Regions from separate parts of the Mus musculus genome. Here region 2 is linked to region 1. Evidence: chromatin contacts called from public ChIA-PET data. All regions are on one chromosome and are shown on one strand. Each heading gives the region's core, a stretch centred on a gene start, on an enhancer-like site or on the middle of the called end of the contact. The rest is flanking DNA. Distances are from core to core; before and after follow the strand shown. Region 1 overlaps Gm15506 (predicted gene 15506). Region 2 overlaps Uvrag (UV radiation resistance associated gene).

Region 1 (6,891 bases), core at 2,051-4,550:
GTGTTTGAAAGCTTGGCCCATAGACAGCAGCCCTATTAGGAGGTGTGGCCTTGCTGGAGGAAGTGTGTCACTGTGGGGGTGGGCTCTGAGGTTCCCTATGCTCCAGCTTCGTCCAGTGTGAGGCAGCTCCTCCTGCTGCCTGTGGATAAGACGTTAATCCTCAGCTCCTGCTCCAGCACCATGTCTGCTTGCACATTGCCATGCTTCCTGCCATGCTAATGATGGAATAAACCTCTGAGACTGGGAGCCAGCCCCAAGTAAATATTTTCCTTATGTTTTGGTCTCTTTACAGCAATGGAAATTGTAACTAAGACACATGGGACCCTCAGGCCACCCTTGAATGAGACTGCTGCCTGCTGGAGAATAGTGGTGACCTAGCATAGTAAGTAGAGCAAGGTGAGCATGGTGGTGGTGCCTGTAATTCCAGCACCACCATAGGACAGGAAGATTCAAGTTCAAGGCCAACATGAGGTAGGTGTGAGACCACACTGGGACAGTCTCAAAATCAGCCAGTCAGTAAAATAATGGCAAATTATTACAGGCCTTCAGACACAAGTTTATACAGGGTTAGCAAGGAGTTAAAAAGTAGGGCATTTTACCTGGGAAAGCAGGATAGATTTTCCTGAAGAGATAATGCATGCGCCAAAGTTGATATGTGAGAATATTGTCATTTCAAAGAAGGAAAGGCAACCATACATGACACATGGTACTCTTCTGCTATGGCTGGAGTCTTTGGGTTCCCAAAGCTTCCCATGCTAAAAACTTAGCCCTTGGTAGTTGTATTTATAAGTAGTACATCTTTAAGAGACTAGCAGCTCAAACACCAGGAATATTTGTCTAATGTTCCCTAAGGTCCTGGATTTGAACCCTAACACAGAAATAAAAATAGTAGCCCATTGTCTCCTTCTTGGTATTTACAAGCTGGTATTTTCTTATTTTTAAATTTAATTCTATATTTCTCATAGCAAAAATTACTGATCCAGCTAGGCTTAGTGGAGTATGTCTGTAATTTCAGAACGTAGAAGGCAGAGGTAAGAGATCAAGAGATCAGTGGCTCAGAGGGCTGAAGAGATGGCTCAGCAGTTAAGAGCAAGTGCCGCTCTGGTAGAGGATCTGAGGTCAGTTCCCAGCACCTGTGTGGCAGCTCGTGAGCACTATGACTCCAGCTCTAGGGGATCTGATGCATTCTTCTGGCTTCTGCTGGGACCAGACAAGCATGGTGCACATACATACATGAGGGCAAATATGTACATAAACTAGAAGTACATTTTTAAAAACTTGGGGAAAAAAGAGGTAAGAATCCGCCTTAGCTATTTGGGAAGTTTGAGGCCAACCTGAGAACAGGAGACTATGTCTCAAAAACCAAATAAAGCTGAGAATAGTGCAGACACCTTCAATCTCAGCACTGGGAGGCAGGGACAGGTGGATCTCTGTGTGTTCAAGGCCAGCCTGGTCTCCAGAGTGAGTTCCAGGACAGCCTGGAACTACACAGAGAAATCCTGTCTTGAAGCAAAACAAAAACAAAAGAAATACCAAAACAAGAACAAAATACTAAAAAAAAAAAAAAAAAAAAAAAAAAAAAAAATACCCAGTCCAGTCCATGGGAGTGTGAGGTCGTGGCCATCTTTTCCTTCACTTTTACATTTAGGACATATCATCTAGAACATATTTTGAGTGTCCTGTATGTGTTGAAGGGAGTAAGTAACAAAGACACACGGTAATCAAGGGGCTAATATGTCCTGTCACCGACACAGGATGTTCTGACCATTTTTCCACAGAGGAATTCAAGTGAGGATTATTAGAAGGCCTCCAATCTCCTCCCGGAAGGCAGAGAAGTGTGACATGATGGGGACCCCAGGGAGGAGACCAGGAGGACTTGATGCTAGAAAATGTTAATCTAGAACGTATCATCCGTCGCCTCCATCCTGTCCCCTGACTCATACTCTGCTCTCCACTCCGCCCTGTCTGGAGGCCCTAAGACATGGAACTCGTCATTTCCTGCCGGGGTAAATCACAGACTGACGTGTGATACTCGTTCTTAGTTTTTACCATACCCCAGGTATAGATGCTCACATCCATCAGGGTGGAGGGAGGCCTTTCCACAGGGTGGCGCTGGGAGGGGTGGGGTGGGGGGAGGGGCGCTTCCCACTCCGAGGCTTCCTGGCTCGGCTCCCAGGTGATTTTACAGCCTCTGGGTCTGAGTCTGCATCTTCTGGATGCGCCTCAGTTCGCTTGCTACAGCACTGACGTGTGACCGCTTAACTGTGGCCGTTTCCTGGCCCAGGGAGCCTGGGCTTTGGGGAGCCTGGGAAAGAGACAAGAAAGAGAGCTTTATATGAGGTAAGCCTCGACAGCAATAACGAAGGCCAAGGACCAACTTACATTTATACCGTGCTTAACCATTTACAAAGCTCCAGAGAACTCTAGTCATCTTTATGAGCCTGTGCGAAGGTCACCTCGTTTTACCAAAGAACAGCTCTCCCAGGCAGAGTTGATCCTTCCGCCCACACTGGGTAAAATTTCCATTATCATCCTTACTGCTGTGCAAGACACTTATTTGTGTATCCCATGCTTCCCTTGAGTCATCAGCTCCTTGGAGACAGATCACTTTTCCTGTCATAAAATGTGTATTTTTTCTAAAAAAGAACAAAAAGTAATTTTAGTGTTTATTATGCATAAATGTGTAATTATAAAAGTGATATTTATAGTTACAATAAAAATAGTATGTCTAGGGTCAGTTAGATGGCTCTGGTACAGAGGTGCTTGTCAGACCTGACAACATGTGTTTGGTCTCCAGGAATCATATGGTGAAGGAAGAGAACCTACTTTCATAAACTGTCTTCTGAACTTCACATGCATACTGTAGAATATATGTACACACACACACACACACACACAAAGAGAGAGACAGAGAGAGAGAGAGAGAGAGAGAGAGAGAAAATGTAATTTTAAAATAGTATGCAAGCCAGGTATGGTGGCACACACCTTTAATTCCAGAACTCAGAGGGGCAGAGGCAGGCAGATCTCTGTGAATTTGAGGCTAGCCTGGTCTACATTATGAGCTCCAGGACAGTCACAGTCAAAAGCCAATCTCCCGGAGCCGATCAGTGACCTCCAGGATCAGTGAGAGACCCTGTCTCAAAAACCAAGACAGTGATTGAGGGAGACATTGAACTCAGCATCCCAAATCCCTGTGGTAAGCTGGCAGGTCACTCTGCTCAGGAGCCTTCTAACTAGAGCAGAGAATTCACTCCACAGACTGCGCCCCAACACCACCCCATGTACTCTGATAATATCATCCCCCGTCCTCTCTCGGCTTCCTGTTTTTCTGTTTGAAACCTGTTACTATGGAAACATTGTGGCAAGCTATAGTGGGGTTTCTAAGTGAAGTGTTAAGAATTTTTAGAACCTGCAGAAATACAATGTTGGTGTTTAGGGAATAAGAGCTCAAATTATGTGACTTATTCATGACTTCACATACTGTGTCATAAATACTAACATGGAAATATGAGCCAGCACTGAAGAGATAAGTGGTACTTTATAAAATTTATGTACCCAGGTTTTAAATTTTTCATGGGCGTGTCCATGAGAAATGTTAAAACCACAAAAATGCAACACACAACTTGGGAAGACCTATGGAAAAGGCAGATGACAGAATGCCAGCATGTCCTCATAAATTCACATCTGTGAAAGGACTGGGGACCTGGACAGCCAGGGGATGTGGGAAACATCTGTACGATGTTCTGGGTGATGACCATATTCCTTAAAAACTGTCTACGATCATTCTTATTAGACATTCAATGCAGGGTACCGTAACAAACATTTCAGTAAGAGAATTATTACCAAGGGCACAATAGGAAAAACAAAACAGAACAAAGCAAAAATCACTTCCCTGGCTTGGCTTGAGTTGGCTAAGTTTGGGCTCCTTTATCATCCTAGCTCTGCCATCAAGCAGGTGTGTGACTCAAGAAGTTGTCCAATCTCCCCGGGCCTATTGCTCATCTAATCTGGGCTTTAATTCTGAAGTTACTTATTAGGTTATTTTATTACTTATTAGGTTCTTTTAGCCCCATGTGTGTGTAGAGGCATGCTTATGCTATGGCCCACACATAGAGTCAGAGGATACATCGTGGGAGTTGGATCTTTATTTCCATCGTGGGAGTGTCCCTGGATCCAGGGACTGAACTCAGGTCATCAGGCTTGGCTTTACCTGATGAGCCGTCTCATCAGCACCTCTTTCTTTAAGTGAGGCCTATGTCTAGTTTCTTCCAGGAGGTAATATTTCAAACCAGTTCCTTGTGGCCAAGGCTTGGGGGCTGCACTACTTAAGAGGAACTAGTAATGGCACGAGCTTAACAATTATCATTTCACTGTGCACTCTGCCTTCTCACATCCATTTTCTTATTTATACAGTTACTTTAAATGTAGCAATTCCAACTTTCTATTTTTTGTATTATAAAAATTGGGTACTGATAATTTTATTCTGGGAAAGATTAGTCTGCTAAGGCAAGAACCACAGTGGGTATACCTTCCAGAGTTGGTCATTTTCCTTCATCCCACAATGTTAGTCAGTAGCCAAGGGCAAGGGCTATGTCTGTGTCTACAGGCCAATCCCAAAGAGATTCAGTAAGTGGCTCTTTGTTAGACAATTGGGAGGGAGGAAGCTGAGGCAGATATGGGGCTGAGGAAGGCCTCCAGTGCCAGGGGCAAACTTCTGTCTGTTTCTGTATTTCTCAACTTTCTAAATCTCAACAAGCAAAAATATCAACAAAGCACATGTTAAAATCTTTTTTTCCTGGCTTTTTGTCACCCTTGTTTCCCATAACAACACTGTAGTCAATTCTTCTAGCATTTTAAGTACTGCTTGCTTCTCCAGTGTCTAGAGTGTGGTTTTTCTTAAAAAGGACAACTATTAAAATGATTGTACAGGTAGTGCTTAGAGGACAACAACACTGAGTTTGTGGACCTAACACCTGCCATCTAGCTCCATATAAAGACTCTTAACAACTAGCTCCAAAAAAGGTCACCTTTAGGGACTTGGGTCCCACCTGGATTAATCTGTCACTCTAGAAGTACAGTCAGAATCACACGACGTGTAAGAATTTGTCTTGATAAAAGTGGCTTAGGTAGTAACTAGTCAGAGACTGAATGCTGTAATGAATGAGGCACACTTTTTGCTGCTTTTCTACCGTGGTGTAGAGTACCTAGGAGCTGTAAGACAATGGAGCACTGAACTACATGCCAGGCTTTCTGCCCTGCGCCTCGTGTTATTCAGCCCAAGAGTCGCATAAAGGTGCTCTATTTTTGACTCATTTCCCCCACGTAAATGGATGTGCACACATATTTTTTTGTGTATTACCATATCTGTCTAGAACAGTGACAGGCTTGTATAAGCACGGAGTATTTGTTGAATGGAGAAATGGACAATGCACAAGGTCTATGGTATTCTTCCCCTTACAAACGGGTACTCTGGGTGCAGATACACCATTCAGTCCAGGGCCAGCTGAGGAGCCAGAAGCAAAGCCTGAGCCCCACCCTTACTCTTTCTAGACACAGCAGGAATAACACTTAGGCACCGAGGAACTCGTACAGTTCACGGAATCTATAGCCCGAGGACCTCTAAATCATGGCCGTTTATGTGGTGTACTCATTTATGGGCTTGGAAGCTTACTAAAGTGATACAGCAAATATTTTCATTTTACCGAAGCAATGACAAAATGCACATTTTAGTTTCATTTCTGGGGCGACATTAACTCCATAGTTTGTTGTTACTTAAAACTCTACAGTATAGGGGATGAAGAGACAGCTCACTGGTGAAGAGGGCTTGCAGCTCTTGCCAAGAACCTGAGTTCAGTTCCCAGCATCCACCGCATGCAGTTCACAACCACCTCTTCACAACTCCAGCTCCAGGGAAGCTGACCTCCCCTTCTGCACTACACCTTGCCCACCACAGGTACCCATACTCATATGCACATAACCACCCATCCCCAAATAATTAAAAATAAATCTTAAAAAAATACAACATAAAAAACCCCAACATAATCATGTACAGTAATTCCAGACAACAATGAAGTGACACTTTTGAATGTCAAGAGTTCTTTAAGTCACAATGTTACATGTCTTATGTTTTTGTAGTCTTCTCAATGTAAAACAAATATTACAGCTCGAAGCCATGCTCCCTGCATGTCCTAAGGGTGCCAGCAGACTTAATATCAATAGCACACTGAAAGCTATTCTTAGCACTAAAGCTCTGAGGAAGGCTCAAAGACTTTCCAGAAAGTCTCCTTTTCTCCTCCCTAGGGCCACATACTAGAAATGTGCCACTTGTGTGTTCATAACCACATTGGCTTTTTGAGAGGTCTCAATCACAACCTTTTAGGACATGGGTCCTTTTCCTTTCTGTCCCACTTTGGCTGCCAATACAATACCATGCAGCCTCCATGTGACCAAGCCAGTTAATTATTCATGAACCAAACTAGTGGTGGGGCCTCAATCTCTCAGCTGCTAAATTTTGATGCTATTTTAATTGTACTAATTTTAGAGAAAATATTTTAAAAACATATAAACAAAGATATATAAACGTCAACAACTCAAGAGTTGACAAATCCTTTCTAGGCACTTAAAAAACTTGGCAGGGGTGGGGGGTCCTGGAGAGATAGGTCAGCTGTTAGGAGCACTGGCTGCTCTTCCAGAGATCTGGAGTCCAATTCCCAGCAACCACACGGTGGCTCATGACCATCTGTAATGGGATCTAATGCCCTCTTCTGGTACATAGGTGTATAGGCAGACAGAGCACTCACACACATTAAATAAATAAATCTTTAAAAAACAAAACACCCCAACTTTTTAAAATTTATGCATATAATTTTTATCTTTTTAAACATCACAAGC
Region 2 (6,415 bases), core at 1,730-4,229, 300 kb after region 1:
TCTGGAAGGCAGAGCCTGATGTATGTCATAGTCTGAAGGTACCTAGAAAATGACAAGCCTACAGAGGGCACAGAGCCACCTCCATCTGGCAGTTTATCTGTATCCTTGGCAACCCTTACCATACATAACCAGTAAATATCAGTGTTTCCTGAAGGCTGCAAGGTCCTCAAGGAAATCGCCAGTTAACTGAACTGAAGGACTTTGTGGGAATCATTATAGCTGGCTGGCAGGAAACACACACAGGTGAGGAGTTTATGACTGGTATCCAGCACAGGTGTCAGTCTCCAGGAACTTGTCAGGAGGTATCCAGCAAGGTCAGAACTGAATTAAATCACAAGACACACAGATCTTCTGCTTGTGGGAAAATCTGGAGTCAAAAGCGTTGCCAAGTCAGCATGATGGAGAACACAGACTTACTCCTACTGCCTGAGGGCCACTGGACCCTTGGTGGCTCCGCTTTGTCCTAGGTCTAGGAGTCTTGAGTCCTCAAAGGAAAATGAGGGATGACAGGGCTTGTCTCAGAAGGGAGTAAAGGTAAGGGGAGGGACAGAGGTGACTAGGAATTAATGTTCACGGAGAGAAAAGCTATTGTCATCATCTTATGTGGAGGGAAAATCTAAAATAAATCATAGTTGTATAATGCCAGTTTGTTGCAGGGTATCTGAAAATTAAGCATAGAGTCACCATACTAAGAAGAGGAAAATATGGTTAAAAATGGTATTTTAAGAGGAACTCCCTGAGCTGGAGAGATGACTCAGCAGTTAAGAGCACTGACTGTTCTTCCAGAGGTCCTGAGTTCAATTCCCAGCAACCACATGGTGGCTCACAACCATCTATGAGTATCTGATGTCACCTTCTGCTGTGTCTGAAGACAGAGACAATATATGACAGTATACCCACATACATGAAATACATAAATTAATTAAAAAAAAGAGGAACTCCCTGATAGCAGCATTGGGGTTCAGCTGGAATGCTGGAGAGCCAGTGCTCAGAGCAATGCCCTAGGTATTGTGGAGGTCATCAAATGTGATATCAAAGAAGCAGAAGTCTGAAGAAGGCAAGCCAACTAGCTGGAGGGGCGCATGGAAAAGGTGGGAGAAGAGGATGTTAATATCGGCCCAGTGCTGTGGCCTGGGCAATGGGAAAGTGTTCTGGCTTCTAGATTCATGGCACAAGCGCACAGTGGGTGTTCATACATGCCTGCTGAGATGGTGAACAGGGTGCTGAGATACTCGGGTCTAAATTAGTAGCAGTCTTTTAAAATGCTGCATTCCCATAAGCTTAATGCTCAGAGAAGCTCTTCTCAGCCATTTTTACCTTTTGGCAGTACACTCCTTCCTCAGCTCACTCAGGGAGTCCTTCTGCAGCTGGAGCTTGCCATGCTCAGTGGAAAATGCACTTCCTACAAGGGAAGATGAGGGAGACAAGGCCCGATGAGATACTGCAGACAGACATGATGCTCAACCACATGTGCACACGCAGAGCTCAGTCTCCTGCCTGTGACGGGGCTAGACAGATCCAGCAGGCGAGGCGCATCAGTACAGAGGGTTTCCAGATGAACTAACTGCCACTGGCGTGGCTTACATCAGTCTAGCATCCTGCAGGAGGCAAACAGCAGGACTCTCACACTTTGCACACAGGTTTCTGGACACTGACCAAGAAACCTTTATGAGACTTCAAAATTCAGACTTCACTCCTGAAAGAATGGTTAACTTATTTTCAGTCACAACTCTACTTAACATTACTGAGAATGTAAAATGTAGGATAGGAAAATTACCTACGTTTGGATGGCTATGCTACAGTTCATATAACCAGGTTTATGAACTTCATCTTGCTTGTATATATTTTAGTGAGAATCACAGGGCACAGGCAATGTGCATTCGGATTTTTCCGTATTATGTCACAAGCATTTTTACATGGTGACAGTCTGAAGTTATGGCTGTGTAAAACTCAGCTTTATAGATGTGGCTTGTAGTGCTATCACACATTTTATCTCACAGGCTCACACTTGAATCCTATTACAGAGCATTTAATTTCCTCTTAGTGTTTGCTTTAGTATGCTAATGATTAATATTTGTGTTCATATGCCTGAATCTTGTGACTATATGAAATGTATGACCCTCAGTTTTGTGATAATAAAATCCTTTTCCATCCTCCTACTCTGAGAAAACGAGAGCTTGTGTTTGACAGTCCAGGCCTGATTGCATCTGCAGAGGTCCTCAGGCATAGAAATAGTGTAAGATCCTGACATACGCAGTTTCGTATTTTTCAAAGGATTTTGTTTCATGAACTGTGATGTAATAAGAAGCATGCCCTGAGCTCCTCTGCTCCCCCCACCCACCTAGGGAAGAACAGAACACAGGCTTAGTTGGCCAGGATCCAGTTTGGACTATAGCACAAAATCCACCACCTTCAGAGTTTTTGTCTTTTAATTTAACCAAGGACTTCATTCGAGTTAGACAAAAGCTGTGCTACAGACCCATCCCCTAGCCCTGTGCTGTTTATACCTAAGGTTTTCTTCTCTTTCAACTATAAAGACCAATATGTGGAAGAGTAAGATCCCAAACTCAAGGAACACCACTCATCTTCTGCAGCCAAATATTCCTCCCCAATTCTTTGTCTTAATGGTTTTATGTCATTGGATTGGCACTCACCACCCATGATCGAGTGGCCCTAGACGTAGACTCTCACCGCTCTTCATCCTCGGAACTGTTGGCTTTACTGCTCGTAGGACCAGTGGTGATGTTCACCACCATTCCTGGCCTGGCAACCCGTGCTTTGTACTTGGTTCATCTGGCTACTAGCTAATAAGATAATTAACCAATTAAATAACCGAGACAGGGTTTCACTGTGGCCCTGAACTCAGAGTCCTTCCTGCCTCTGTCTCCTGAGTGCTGGGATGAAGGCATGCACTACCATACCCAGCCCCAGACTACACATTTACTGAACTTTCCACAGAGTGTCTGTTGTTTAACTGATACGCTGCACTCGTTTTCTGCTTTTGAACTCTTTGCCCTTTACCACTTCCTTCCTTCTTGTACAAAATGGGCATGAGTTGTCTTCCTTTTTCTAGCTTAAGAAAGTTTAGATTACTGACTGGAGACTTTTTTAAAAAAATATATACGTATCAAATTTCCTTCTATGCTTTTATGTTATTTTATGTATTCCTTTAAACATTCATATTCATATTCACTCATTTCAAAATACTCCCTAACTTGCCTTGGTATTTCTTTTTTCTGACCCATAGCTTCTAATATACATGTTGTATAATTTTTATATTTTTTGGAATTTTCCAGATTTTTTTGTCAGTAATTTCTAACTTAATTTAATGCTGAGAACATATTGCATGTGATTTTTAATAATTTTATATTTTTGTCTTTCTTAGTGACAGATAACAGTTTAAAGCTTCTTGGTTTATATCACTGTCCCATGTACATTTGAAAAAAATAAAAAGCCACTGTGTTCACTGTGAAAAAACAACAGTCCACTGTCACGTTATCATTATGTTAAGTTTTTCCTGGAGAGACCTGAACAAACATCTACTTACCACAGGACAACAGACAGACCAAATAAAGAATTCGACAGAAGTCTAGCCTGGTGAACCCTCTGAGCTTACAGAAACATGGGCACCTTTTGTGCAGCTGCACCACTAAGGAAACCGGCTCCCTCCTCCAACAATCATGAGAGGAATTTATCCTTAGGAAGAGGTGGGGCCTCTTGGGACACAGGTGCTGCCTCCTGAACTCTTATGCCCTCCCAAGAGGGACTGTATGTCGGGTGGGAGATCACAGGTGTTCTGATTCCACGTGGCAATGATGCATCACGCCAGAGGACACAGTTCCACAGCAGCGTGGAAGGACTTTCCTTTTCACCAGCTTTCTCTCTGTGTTCATCAGTTACTCAGAGATGTGAGCTTCACTTTTTAGCTTCTATTGTGCACTCTCTCATTTGTCCTTTGGGAACACCAGGTTTTTCTGTCCCTTAGACTTGTGAAGGCTTATAGAGCTGCTATTATTACAGAAGGATCATGCTGTTATTGCAAGAACAGCCATGGCCTCTTTGAGACCCACACCTTCAGCTTCTGCTATGTCCTCAGTCTTCCTGTGACTATCCAAAAGAAGCTCATTCAGAACTTTTAAGCCGGCGCGACCTGCCTGAAAATTCCTATGACTTCATGCAAGCCCACAGCTGGCCATGAACGATGGGTAAAAGCCAAGTTCTTTCAGCCTCTTCTGCAGAGGCTCCAGCCTCTCCATGTGGCGTCACTGGTGGGCAGCACAGCTTCCCACCCGCTCTCTGCGCACACCTGGCTGAGATCTTAGTTCTCTGATGTGTGAGGAAAGTGCGTCTCCTTTTCTTTGGGCTAAAAATCAGATTTCTCTCTTGGGTTCTAGGCCGGTGCAGGCAGTCAAACGTGAACATTCCAATTTTTAAAAAGCGTGTGTGCCTGTGAGAGTGTGTGGGGAAGCTATTCCATTTGTTCTAGGTGGTCTTGTCCATGCATATTTTCCTCACATACTAACATTTTTCCTCAAATATTTCCCCTCAAGTCACTTCACCCCCAAGAATAATTGATTAGTATAAACAACTGATATAGGTTTCATGTGAAACAACAGAAATTTATGTATGCAAAATGCCTCCTTCCGCAGAGCCAGCTTAGCAGAAGCAGCAGGAACTGCTGACAGTGCAGCTTTCCTACAGAGTATCAGGTGGGGTGGGGTGTGGAGAGACAGTAACTTTATTTAAAACCACCGCAACTGTTGAGGAGAGCATGTTATGATGGTAGTGTCTTAGTACAGGGTGTTTCCATCCTACGTTCAGCCATCTTTCACCCTTTCTCTGAGTTAGTTATAAGAGTCCACAGTCACCCTCCTCTCTGCTCTACCTTTCTAGTATGCCAAGAATTTTACACATATACGTATGCACATACTTACATGGAACCAAACAAGTTACTTCAAACAAACAGAAGGAACGGAATGGGCCATAGGCCACCTCCCTACTACTGCTTTTCTCTTTTTCTTTCTCTCTCTCTCCTCCCCTTCCTTCCTTCCTTCCTTTTCTTTCACTCATTCATTCATTCATTCATTCATTCTTATTTACTTTACATCCCTCTCACTGACCCCCCCCCCCGGTCACCCCTCCTACAATCCACCTGTGAGAGGGTTGAGGCCCTCCCTGGGTACCACCCTCCCCCATCCCTGCCCCCAACCTGGCACATCGAGTCTCTGTACATCCTCTCCTGCTGTGGCCAGGCAAGGCAGCCCAGCTAGAAGAACATATCCCACAGACAGGCAACAGCTTTTTCTTAGCTCCTGATGGTTATACCTGGAAAGTCTAAGTTAAAAATCCCAGCAGGCTCTGTCTCCCAGGAACCCTGAAAGCAGCCTACCCATCTCTTCCTGGGCTGCCCCTTTTCTCTACTGTATTTCTCCACATAGTCTTACCTATGCTGTGTCATTTAGAGTTGTGTTGTTCCCCCCACTATGGATTTATCCCTTATGTCTATATCGCTACTATCAATGGTCTCCGGGAGAGAAGGAAAAGAAACATATGCTGGATTTGCATCTCCCAGCTCGCCCCAGAGCTGTCCGCCTGTCTAGGCACATGTCTGTCCGTATTCCACCCTGCTGAGCTGTGCCTCTGTGCACTGGGAACACAGGCAGGCGGTGTAGATTTAACAACTAAACGTCACTGTTGGTGCCTGTAAATCTAACAGCCTAAGAATATCCATCAAAAAATCAAAACATAGCTTCTTTAGGCTTTCTCTCCCCAGAGAATTTGGTCTTAGACTAGCCACAGGCCAGATCCCGTCAAAGTTACAGTTAAAAACCAATAAACTATCATTCTGAGTTTTACACAATGGCGGGTGACCAGAACCCAGTATTCTTGACTGTGAGACTCTCTCCTCAGCAAACTGCCTGTTCTGCACCAGGAATTAGGATGGCGCCCTTTTCATGGGCTAGTAGATAGTTTTTTGTATATATGATTTTTTTTTTTTTGCCGTGAATTTTGCAAAACTGTAATTGACTGTATTTCATTACAAAGTTCACTATCTTGCACATAAGAAACTGCACACTAAATTCCACCCCCAGAACTTAGTGCTAAGAGAATTCTTTCTACCCTTTAAGGAACTGGTAAGTTTCCTTACTACAGGGATGGGAAGTAATTGGCTTTCTGCTTCTACACAACTGGTCTGACAGCTGCGGACAGCGCTCATTTAGTTCCTAAGAATGAAAGCGTTGACTCTGGGGCTTCTACTGAATTTAGACTGTCCACTATATGTATCTAGGCTAAAATATTACCTAAGCTACACCCAAGAGTCTAGACAAGTCTGTACTTCATCTTCTTTTCATTGAGACAAGGTCTCCATATGTAGCCTGAAGTGGAAACTTAAGGGTTCTTTGGAAAGTCAGTT

What was found. ChIA-PET counts read pairs in DNA pulled down with a chosen protein or histone mark.
Region 2: a contact with region 1 is called in an RNA polymerase II ChIA-PET map of memory CD8 T cells, with 22 read pairs. The contact joins two enhancer-like sites. A contact is called at or near these places in 3 of 39 promoter capture datasets (cranial neural crest, hippocampal neurons and second pharyngeal arch cranial neural crest), 2 of 115 datasets of contacts at active chromatin or transcription factors (embryonic stem cells and memory CD8 T cells) and 1 of 9 other capture datasets (liver).

What each region holds. Positions count from the first base shown.
Region 1 is chr7:98,690,966-98,697,856 of GRCm38.p6, forward strand. Gm15506 (predicted gene 15506) reads right to left here. Exons shown (of 1, transcript NR_144495.1): 1 at 1-6,891. Among named protein-coding and RNA genes, the nearest start is that of Gm15506, 8.5 kb to the right of the region's middle. Within about 2 kb of position 3,301, at least 143 of the 459 cell types and tissues checked have an H3K27ac peak or open chromatin away from gene starts, as enhancers often do. A contact at or near this core is called in memory CD8 T cells, where this site is marked.
Region 2 is chr7:98,990,607-98,997,021 of GRCm38.p6, forward strand. Uvrag (UV radiation resistance associated gene) reads right to left here. Exons shown (of 15, transcript NM_178635.3): 9 at 1,318-1,402. Among named protein-coding and RNA genes, the nearest start is that of Gm33827, 120 kb to the left of the region's middle. Within about 2 kb of position 2,980, at least 52 of the 459 cell types and tissues checked have an H3K27ac peak or open chromatin away from gene starts, as enhancers often do. A contact at or near this core is called in memory CD8 T cells, where this site is marked.